2 separate regions of the Mus musculus genome follow, and region 1 is linked to region 2. A link is a contact called in public Hi-C data. All regions are on one chromosome and are shown on one strand. The core of a region is the stretch at or near the end of the contact, and the rest is flanking DNA. Distances in the headings are between cores, read along the strand shown.

What was found. A called contact is a pair of places that touch in the nucleus more often than the background predicts.
Region 1: a Hi-C map of bone marrow-derived macrophages shows a contact between it and region 2, with 32 read pairs. The contact joins two enhancer-like sites. A contact is called at or near these places in 3 of 15 datasets of contacts at CTCF or cohesin (embryonic stem cells and large pre-B cells), 4 of 484 Hi-C or Micro-C datasets (bone marrow-derived macrophages and embryonic stem cells), 7 of 115 datasets of contacts at active chromatin or transcription factors (bone marrow-derived macrophages, cardiomyocytes, embryonic stem cells and 3 more) and 4 of 9 other capture datasets (adipose tissue, embryonic stem cells, liver and 1 more).

What each region holds. Positions count from the first base shown.
Region 1 is chr14:64,789,393-64,794,168 of GRCm38.p6, reverse strand. It overlaps Kif13b (kinesin family member 13B), which reads right to left. Exons shown (of 40, transcript NM_001081177.2): 37 at 4,471-4,604. Among named protein-coding and RNA genes, the nearest start is that of Gm26225, 38 kb to the right of the region's middle. Within about 2 kb of position 1,663, at least 26 of the 459 cell types and tissues checked have an H3K27ac peak or open chromatin away from gene starts, as enhancers often do. A contact at or near this core is called in bone marrow-derived macrophages, where this site is marked.
Region 2 is chr14:64,626,279-64,631,608 of GRCm38.p6, reverse strand. Gm36924 (a long non-coding RNA gene) reads right to left here. Exons shown (of 3, transcript XR_383509.2): 2 at 474-530. Among named protein-coding and RNA genes, the nearest start is that of Gm36924, 4.4 kb to the right of the region's middle. Within about 2 kb of position 3,273, at least 42 of the 459 cell types and tissues checked have an H3K27ac peak or open chromatin away from gene starts, as enhancers often do. A contact at or near this core is called in bone marrow-derived macrophages, where this site is marked.

The sequences.
Region 1 (4,776 bases), core at 414-2,913, 160 kb before region 2:
GAAAGTGGGTTCCAATTAACAGGCCCGTGCCCCTGAACATGGTGTACAGGCTTCCATCTGGATCTCTGCTTCTGTCCATACTGAAAGCCTTAAGTAACTAAGTAGTGCTGCTCTCTCTCTCTCTCTACGGGCCGTTTCTAAGTCCCACAACATTAACCGCTGGACCACGCTTCCTGCCTCGGAGACGGGACAGGTCCTGTGAGGCATGTTCACTGACAGGCTTTTTCTAGGTTTCATCTTGGGTCACGTTCTAAACATCTCAACATCAGTTTGTTGCTTACTTAAGGAACATCTGAACAGACACTGGCAGCAAATAAAACCTCAGGGTGCTCACGCCTAGCTAAACTACCATCACCAACATCAGATATCTACACAAGAGTGATGGTGGAGCCAGGTGGCAAGCAGGGTCATCAAACATTGGTCATGGAGTTTTTACCAGGTTGGTGACACAGAGCAGGTGACTGGTATGTAGTCCCTTTAGCACCACGATGCCACTCAGTCCTCCTTAAAGGGGAGACGGGGTGGCGGCCACCAACATGGAGATGCATTATGCTGGCCAGATGCCTGATGGCCGAAGAGTGGCTTCTTCAGGTGCCAGGGCTCTGTCTTAGGCCTTAAACAGCCAACACTGTGCTTGTGACTCACATGCTGACACCCTATAACTAAGAAGTATGGCAGATCATAGCAAAAATATAAGTTTTAAAAAGCAAACAACTTAAAAAGAATTTTAAAAGAAATATTTGGAAGGGAACCCTAAAGTTCCCTTTTGAGTGTTGTACATTTTGTAGTTAATACAATAATAGAGAGAGGGACCACACTGACAAGGGTGGACACAGGACAAAGAATCCAGCAGCCGTGCCGGGAGGAACTGGGGACTAATCCTACTCAGTGCTGTGCTGGGTAGTTTTATATCAACTTGACACACACTAGAGTCGTCAGAGAGAGGAGAGCTTCAACTGAAAAAATGTTCCATCAATCTCTCTGTAGGTAAGCCTCAACCTCACTCATGCCACGGCCCTTTAACACAGGTCCTCATGCTGTGGGGCCTCCAACCATTTCACTGCTACTCCATAACTGTGATGTTGTTACTGTTATGAATCATAATGGAAATATCTGTGTTTTCTATGGTCTTGGGTGACCCCTGTAAAGGGTCATTCTGCCCCACAGGGGTCTCGACCCACAGGATGAGAACCACTGAACCTAGGGCATGTTCTTAGTGACTGATATGGGAGGGCCCAGCCCACAGCGGATGCTGTCATCCCTGGGCTGATGGTCCTGGGTTCTGTAAGTAAGCAGGCTGAGCAAGCCCTGTGGAACAAGCCGGTAAGAAGTACCTACCCCTCCCTGGCCTCGGCACCAGCTCTGCCTCCAGGTTCCTGCTCTGCTTGAGTTCCTGTTCTGACTTCCTTCAATGATAAACCACAAGGCAGAAGTGTAAGCTGAATAATCCTTATTTCCCCAGCTTGCTCTTGGTCATGGTGCTTCATCACAGCATTGATAACCCAAACTAAGACAGCGGTACTCTGGAACAGGAGAATCATTTAAATGAGATAAGTCGGCTCCACTACTGTCGGGCTCAGGACCTTACTGTTCCACCCATCCCCCCCCACCCGCCCCCCAGAGGCCCCTACAAGACAACACAAAGATGAAGGCATTGCCACAGGCGGCGGGCCAACTAACCCAGAACTGCTAAGACTGGGTAGGCCTTCAAGAGCATGGACCACTCTTGCCCTGGATTCTACCAGCAGAACACAAAAGGTCAGAGGCCAAGGCCACAAAAAAAGATGACCCAGTTCTTGAAGAAACCACATGGAAGGATTTTTTTTTTTAAGTCAAAATCTCAACCACCAGGTATGCAATCAGACTTCCAAGAGAGTGAAGAATGGAAGAGGAACATACAGGAGCCAGGCGCGCTGGCACTGAAGCCCCATCCAAGGGTGTACACCCAGGGAGCAGCAGCACAGAGCACATTTCAAGTGACCCAAGTTGCAAGAAAACTAATGTTGACGCTGTCACTTGCAATTAGAATTTCCATCCCACAGAGCTTTAGCAGGCAGTGGGGGAAGGTGAGAGACTGAGGCAGTAGCTCAGGGGTTGGATGGAGCAGCAGAGGAGGCAGTGCATTTTGGGTAACTGAATCCCAGGAGAAAAATCAGAGCTTCAGGAATTTGTTTTAATGGCATGTCCATCCACCTAGGAAAGTTCACAAATATGTCTTGATACCGCAAGACCCCACTCAGTTGTGCCTGTCTCATCGCTAACCTACAAACAGTGCTTTCTACACATGTGACAGAGGTCCACACAGGGCCACATCTCCATCTGCATACAAATAGACAATGAGACAACTTTATATCTCCATCTTATGAGGATGATCCAGGGCAAATGAGCCCTGCCCACTGTAGTTATATTCCACAGGGAGACAGTCAACAAACAAAAACCTAGAAGCTCCCAGGAAAAAAAGGCATGTGTATCTGTGGGGGGTGGTTTGCTCTTTTTATTTGGCTCACAAAGAGGGCTGGGATGCACTTAACTGTGCTTCCACTAAGTGGCCTCCATGACAGTATGGCTCTAAACCAAAGCAGGAGAAACAGGGTTGCCACCAGCACTGGAAGAAGAGGTAGACTGAAACTGAATGGCATGTGCTGGTGTGTTCGTGGGATAAAATGGGAGTGGGATGTCTTAGAATGGCACAGAGCTGGCAGGCAGCATACACAGACTAAAGGAGGGTACTCACTGCTGGAGGGTGCTATAAGCCACAGTAAGAGTGCAGACTTTGGTTTCATTTCCAGCTGCCTCATATGAACAGTTTAAAAACAGAATGAAGTGAGCTACCCAGGGGAAGAAACTGGTTAAATGTGGATAAATATAGAAGGCCACGAAGGTACCCGGACACCCAGCCTAGGACAGGCCACCAAGAAGGACTTGCTGTTGGTGATACAAGGCTTATGGTTTTATGCATATGAGGACAGAGACTACAACCTTGAGGATATGGAAGCATCTGCCCCAGGGAGATGTTTTCACAAATCACTGTTAATGTTTTAGCTACACCACAAGGCACGGTCACCAAGCCCAGTGTTAATTTATATTTTCATACATTTCTTGTCACCTGGACATGACAGACTGCCTCTCTATTCCCATCAGGTTTGTCTCTCACAGGCTGCTGTTCCTCTCACTCTCATGAGCTCTCCATGCAGCCAGGGCTTGGACTTGTTCGCTGATCACTGAAAAGAAAAGCTGCTTGTCTTCAACATGACTCCTCCCCTGCCATCTAGACAACTACTGCAGTGAAGAGCAGCTGGAACTGTGGTCATCAAGCTCCATGTAATGTCACCATAGTACTTACAGAAGGCAGAAGACATGGTGGCTGTCCCATATGGGCTTTGGGTCACCAGAGCAGATTGGGGAAGGGCAATTTCTTTACATATACTTTAGTAATGCAGAGACCCTCCCATCATACTTGATGAAACAATGACCAGTTTAAAGCTGCATAGCATGCACAGTGATGAGCCCCTGGGAAAGTCAGCTTTGCCTGCCTGCGCCCTCCATTCACAGACACATCTCAATAACGGCAAATGACCTTTGACCTGCCTAGCTACATGTCCTTGAAAACATTTTCAAAATTACTGTGTTTCACTTTGCCATCTGCTCTGTGTGCTGATGTGCAAGTTGGTATCACACTGGGCAGGAAGCTCTCTCTACATACAGAATAACTTATTGATGCCAACACAATCTCTCCTGAAGATGCCTTCATAGAAGCCCTTAAGAATCGCTCTGCCTCCGACGCTCCTGACCTACATTCCTGACACTGGGACATTTGAAATATGGAGGAGCTAGTGTTAAGACCCACTTCAACAGCTGCACCTGCATGGCTTATGTTTCTGAATGAGTAGAAATAAATCTCATTTAACATTCTCTGTTGAGATAAAGCCTCCATGACTACAAACTGCATCTCCAAGTGGGTTCCTTTCACCACCGTATGAAAGGAGCTTCCTGCTTGTTGGGAAATCCTAGAACATTTTCTCTAACGCTCCACTGCCACACAAAGTGTTTTAAACAGGAGGAAGACAAGTGACTACTTTGAGTCAAAGAACTGATTGTCCACTGGACATTGAGGGTGGGGTGAATTATGATTCAAGATTGTTTGAAAAGTGAAATCAAGAATTAAAAATAGAATTACATTTTCTACTTGGCAACACAAACAACACTAAGTGCACCTTCATAAATTGGACGATTGTTGTACTAAGTGATAGCACATGAATCACATTAGTAGCAGACTTGGCAGTTTTGTTTAGAGCAGAAAGGATGGGGTGTCAATATGTGCAAACAGCTGCTATCTGGAAAGAGGGGAGAGGCATTATGACAGGCTCTGCCAGGGTCAGAAGCTGCACCAATGCCCTCACGGGTCTGTTCCTCTACCTCCAGCTTCAGAACCACAACAGCTCAGGGAAACATTCACTGTGGCTTCCTCACCTGGTGTGCAAGGGGAGATGAGTGTCTCCCCCTTCTGTCATCCCGAACAGGGAAGAGAGACTTCAGCAGCTTTGGCATCTGTGGCACCAGGGACTTCACTGGGTTCAAGTAAGAGGCTGCCACGCCTCCCAGTCCTGTCGGAGTGAAAAGTGAAAACAATGGCACATAACACTTGCTCTGCATTTGCCAAGAGCCACTTAGAAGCAAATCCCACAGTATAAACTACTACAGGCATCACTAAAATCATTAGTAGGAAAAGATCACCACAGCTGGCATCTACCAATTTAAACAGCAGTAACTAAAGCA
Region 2 (5,330 bases), core at 2,024-4,523:
TCACCACCGGGCTGGAGAGATGGCTCAGCAGTTAAGAGCACTGACCGCTCTTCCAGAGGTCCTGAGTTCAATTCCCAGTGACCACATGGTGGCTCACAACCCTCTATAATGGGGTCCGATGCACTCTTCTGATGTGTCTGAAGACAGCTACAGTGTACGCATATAAATAAATAAATCTTTTAAAAAAATACATCACCACCAAAACAAATCCCCAAAACCCTGGTGGCTCATGCCTTTAATCTCAGCACTCAGGAGACAGAGACAGAGGATCTCAATAAATTTGAGGCCAGACTCCAGAGTGAGTTCCAAGACAGCCAAGGCTACACAGAGAAATCCTATCCAGAAAAACCAAAAAGGTAAAAAAGAAAAAGAAAATGAAAGAAAAAGAGAGAGAGAGAGAGAGAGAGAGAAAGAGAGAAACCCTAAGGTTAATGAATGCCGAGAGAAAGTTTCACCTGTGCTCATGGACACACCTTGTCTTCCTCTCTGCTCTTCACCTGGAATGCTGCCCTTGTGCCTTCCTGCCTCACCTGAGGGCAGAAGAGAATGGAAAATGTTCACATGGCTGGGTTCTCAACTGACACCGGCCTCGGAAGTAATTTTCCTTCCCAAACTGGGATTTGTTTCCGTCCCTCTGTGTTTTACACCATCTTGAATGTCTGAAGTCTCCGTGACTCATGCTATAATATCTGCCACATTCTTTTTAGACACAGGGCATTTCTGCAATGTCACTTATTACCCCTCCCCCACCCCCACCCTCCCCTCCGTCCTTCCTTCCTTCTTTCACTCTCTCTGTCTCTCTCTTCTCTCTAATAATGTTTTAGCTAGCCCAGGCTAGCCTTGAACTCACTATGTAACCATAGATGGCCCTGAACTTCTGATCCTCCAGCTTTACGTTAGGATACAGGTGTGACCCACCAAACTCAGTTTATGGAGTGCTGCAGATTGGACCCAGGGCCTCTTTTCTGCTAGGTGAGCCCCCTACCGACTGAGTCACATTCCAGCCCCTCTTACCTTCCTGATTTTTCCTGGATCTTTATAACTGGAGATGACAAAAATCTATGGAGTCAAAGACTATTTCCGTTTGGGAAACAAGCTATTTCCAGCAATCTTTCAAATTAAATGGAGGGTCCAAAGTGTCTCTTATCAGTGCTGGTCTAGTTAAGAGCTATATCAGAGCTATAATAGTTGCCTGGGAGGGGGGTGGTCACCCTAGTAAGGACTTGGGACTGGGGGCTGTAGGAGGTAGTAGGTCTGATCCTAGGCAGGCTAGGCCAGTAGGGGTTCAGGCAGATAGGACCAATTAAAAGGGCAAGGAAGGCCTCAAGGGAAGTGTTTGTAGATTCCTGTTTATTCACTTTCCTTAATTCTAACAAATTACCTGAAGCTGGGTCCTTTACAAAGAAAAAAGGTTTGTCTAGCTTACTGCTTTATAGGCTGAAAGACTAAGATGGCACGGTGCCCTCATTTCAGCTTCCTTGGCTGTGTTGTTTGGTATCAGCATGAGCAGGACACTTAGAGGGTGAAGTGGGAACCAGAATGCCACCTAGACTTTCCAGCTCGCTCCATCAACAATCAATCCCGTCACAGGATGAAGTCCCAGTGAGCTACTCACCTTCCACAAGGACCCAGCTCTCTTCCTCCCTCCCTCCCTCCCTCCCTCCCTCCCTCCCTCCCTCCCTCTCTCTTTCCCTCCCTCCCTCTCTCTCTCCCTCCATTCCTCCCTCTCTCCATCCCCCCCTTCATCCCTTTCTTTCTAGAGATTTTTGGGTTTGGGTTTCTTTCTAAAGATTTACTTATTTCAGTTTTACGTTTTGTTTTGTTTTGTTTTTTGCCCTGATCACTTGCATGCAGTACCAGCAATGGCCAGAAGAGGGTACTGGACCAGAAGAGGGTACTATGGCTGGAGTTACAGACAGTTGTATGCCACTGTATGAGTGCTGGGAACTGAATCCAGGTCCTCAAGAAGAGCAGTCAGTGCTCTTGACCTCTGAGCCTTTTCTCCAGCCCAAGAAAACTCTTAAAGGTTCCATTCTCACATAGCCACAGTGGAGGCCAGACTTCCAACATGGGTTCTGCGGAAGGATAAACTATATTCAAACACAGTTGGTCTTGTCCCCCTCCCCTCCCCCCCACCCGGGCCCTGTAATTAGCTCGGGCTATGTAGTGAGATTCTGTTTCAAAACAAAACAAAACAAAACGACACAACACAACACCCAAAACCAAAACCAATAGTAGGGAGCTGGGGCTGTAGCTTAGTAGGTAGAACACTTTCCTCACACGCTTGAAGCCTGGTTTATGTCTGTAGTGTCAAATAAACTGGGCATGGTGCTGAAAAACCAGCACTTCCTGTGAAGGTAGGAGAATTAGAAGTTCAAAGTTACCCTCAGTTACATAGTGATTTTGACACCAGACGGGGCTTGGTGAGACCCAGTCTACAGAACAAAACCCAAACCCTCCATACTTTCCTGTGTGACTTCCAAGGTAGCTCAGGTGAGTGCCTGGAGAGATGGCTCAGCAGTGTAGAGTCTTTGCTGCTCGTGCAAAAGACCCGGGTTCTGTTCCCAACACCCACACAGAGGCTCATAACTGGCTGTAGTTCCAGTTCCAGGGAATCTAATACCCTTTTCTGACCTCCACAGGCACCAGGTACATATGTGGTGCATACATATACATGCAGGCAAAATACACATAAGCATAAAATAACACAAGAAATAAATCTATGAACAAGTAAATCTATTAAATAAGTAAAGAGTAACCGGCAAACAAATAAACAAATGCTCACCCGACTGGCACAGGTCTAATTGTCCAGTTCCTGAAAGGTCAGGATCAGAAACTGCCTGTCTCTCCTGGGGTTAACCTGTCTTTATTCTCTAGCTAGGGTGTTTATTCAGCATTTTAGGAGGAGAAAGCCACCCAGGTGTTGTATCTATAGGCCAATGAGATGAGAGAGGACCCTGATGGGCCAGGTAGGAGGTAAGAAGACCCCAATTCATCATCGTAGCTGTACATAATATACCCTGAACTAGAGCCTGCTTTGGCCAACCAGAGGTCAGCAGACAGGAAGGGCACTCAGCTGAGGTGACCTGCAGTGCTTGTGTATGTGGAGTGAAGGAGCCAGCCTGGTCCAAACCAAGGGAAACATAGAGAGTGAGCGACAATAGTAACCATGAGGTGTCTTATAAGGCGTGGTGTGTCTTATAAGGCGTGGTGTGGTGCGGGGGAGGGAAGGAGGACACTGTTGTACAGGGCGGGAGCAGAGGGCAGAGTGGCAGGGCAGACGTGCCTGGCGGTGTGATGGGGGCTGGGCAAAGTGATCACACCCAGCCAGACTCTGCTGTGAGTGTAGAGCTGAGAGGATTTCCTGTTGGTCATGGGATAAAGAAGGCACTATCGTCTTCACCCAGTGCTCAGTCCAGTGGTGGCATAGAGTACATTCACGCGGAGCACCGTGCATGCGTGCGGGGGTGGGGGGCGGAGCAGGGAGGGGGAAGAGAGGAGGAGGAGGGGAAGGGGAGAGGGATCTTTCATGTAGCCAGACTAGCCTCAGATTCCCATCGGTTACAGGTAGTTGCTGCCATACTTAGCATTAGCATCCGCGGAGCCGTGTGATGGGTAAATCTGCTCCATCTGAGCTGGGTTTTCATAGCTCCCATGACCTTGACCTTCAGGGAAGAAATCCTCAATCCTTGTTCCAGTTATAAAATTCCAGTTATAAAACTGGAATGCCTCGCCTGCCCTTTAAATCAATCCCCAGACTTGTGAGATGGCCCAGAGGATAAAGGCACTTGCAGGCACTTGCTGTGCAAGTTCTATGACCTGCGTTCATCCTTGTTACCCACACAACAGAAGGAGAGAGCAGCCTTCAAAACGTTTTTCTCTTACCTCTACCCAATACACCCTGGCATGAGTGTGCACTTCCACTCATACATAGAACAATTAAAATTAAAAATGAAATACACACACCACTCATGATGGCACCAAGCCTTTAATGCCAGAGCTCAGGAGGCAGATGCAGATGGAGCTCTGTGATCAGCCTGGTCTACATAGTAAGTTCCAGGAAGGCCAGGGCCACAAAACCAACCAACCAAACAAACAAACAGGAAAACCCCCAAACAAAAAACAAAACAAAGCAAAAAAAAATTATACACAAACCACAACTAATTCTCCCTTTCCTTTTCCTTGGTCATTACATTCTACTTCCTCTCTATGAACTTCACTGCCCTGGGGATCTCGTATGAGAGGAGTCATGTAGAATTTGCCCCTGTGACTGATTTAATTCTTTTAACCCAACATCCTTCAGGTTCTCCCAAGGTGCACTTCGGTGTTTAGCTGCTTGGAGGTAGTTTGCAAAGGCAGGGACTGCGGGGTGGGCCTTTCTCTGCTTTGCGGGCCGTGAGCGCCTCCTTGAGGCCATACGCAGAATCTTGTCCCTGAATTACTGCTAAAATGATGGTTGACCGGAAAAGTACGCACTTGGTTATATTTTAGCTTTTGTAGGTGAGTTGGCAAAGATGACCCTGAAGGAATGGCTCTGAGATAGGGAGTATAATATAACAGAAACTTTGAAAAGGATTGAGGCTCTCTTCCCTGAATGTCAAGGTCACAGGAGTTATGAAAACCGGGCACAAGCAGAGTATTTATACCAATCAACCCAGAGCAGCCAACTCGACAGAACTTGGAGACAAACAAGCAAATGCACAGAGGCTTTAAGTACATTCACTCTCTGTAGGGCTTTCTTGCATAAGTAATTATAGTCCCATGCAGGATGTTTTGCTGTTAATTCAGATATAGCCGGAGAAAACAGGATGGCCCAAGGGGCAAGAGGAAGTCTTTACTTCTTGCAAGATAGTCAAGGGTGAGAAGATTAAAGATAGCCTTGCCAGCTGGTAATGCTGTCAAGCTAGATTTGATGGAAACAGCTCACAGTTGATCAAGGTGCTTGGAGACTCATCCGAGCATCTGTAAGATAGCTCAGAGTGCTTGCCCAGCAGGCGTGCATTCACAGGAGTGCATGAACCAGGAACTCAAATGTCTGTAAGCCCCACGGAGAGGTGGAGTCAGGAGATTCAGGAGTTCAAGGTCAGCCTTGGTTATGCAGCAAGTTTGAGGCCATCTTGGCCAGCACAGGCTGTGTCTAGCTGTACTTATATTTTTCTGCACAGATTTTTTAAGGTCCAGGCTTATTTATTTATAGATAGAGTCTTACTCTGTAGCCTAGAGTGGCTTTGAACTCTGGTCTTAGTCTCCCTAGTTCCAGAATTACAGGAGTGAACCATCACCTGTCGCTTTTTTAGATTTATTAACTAAATCTAGGGACTTTTAGTGTT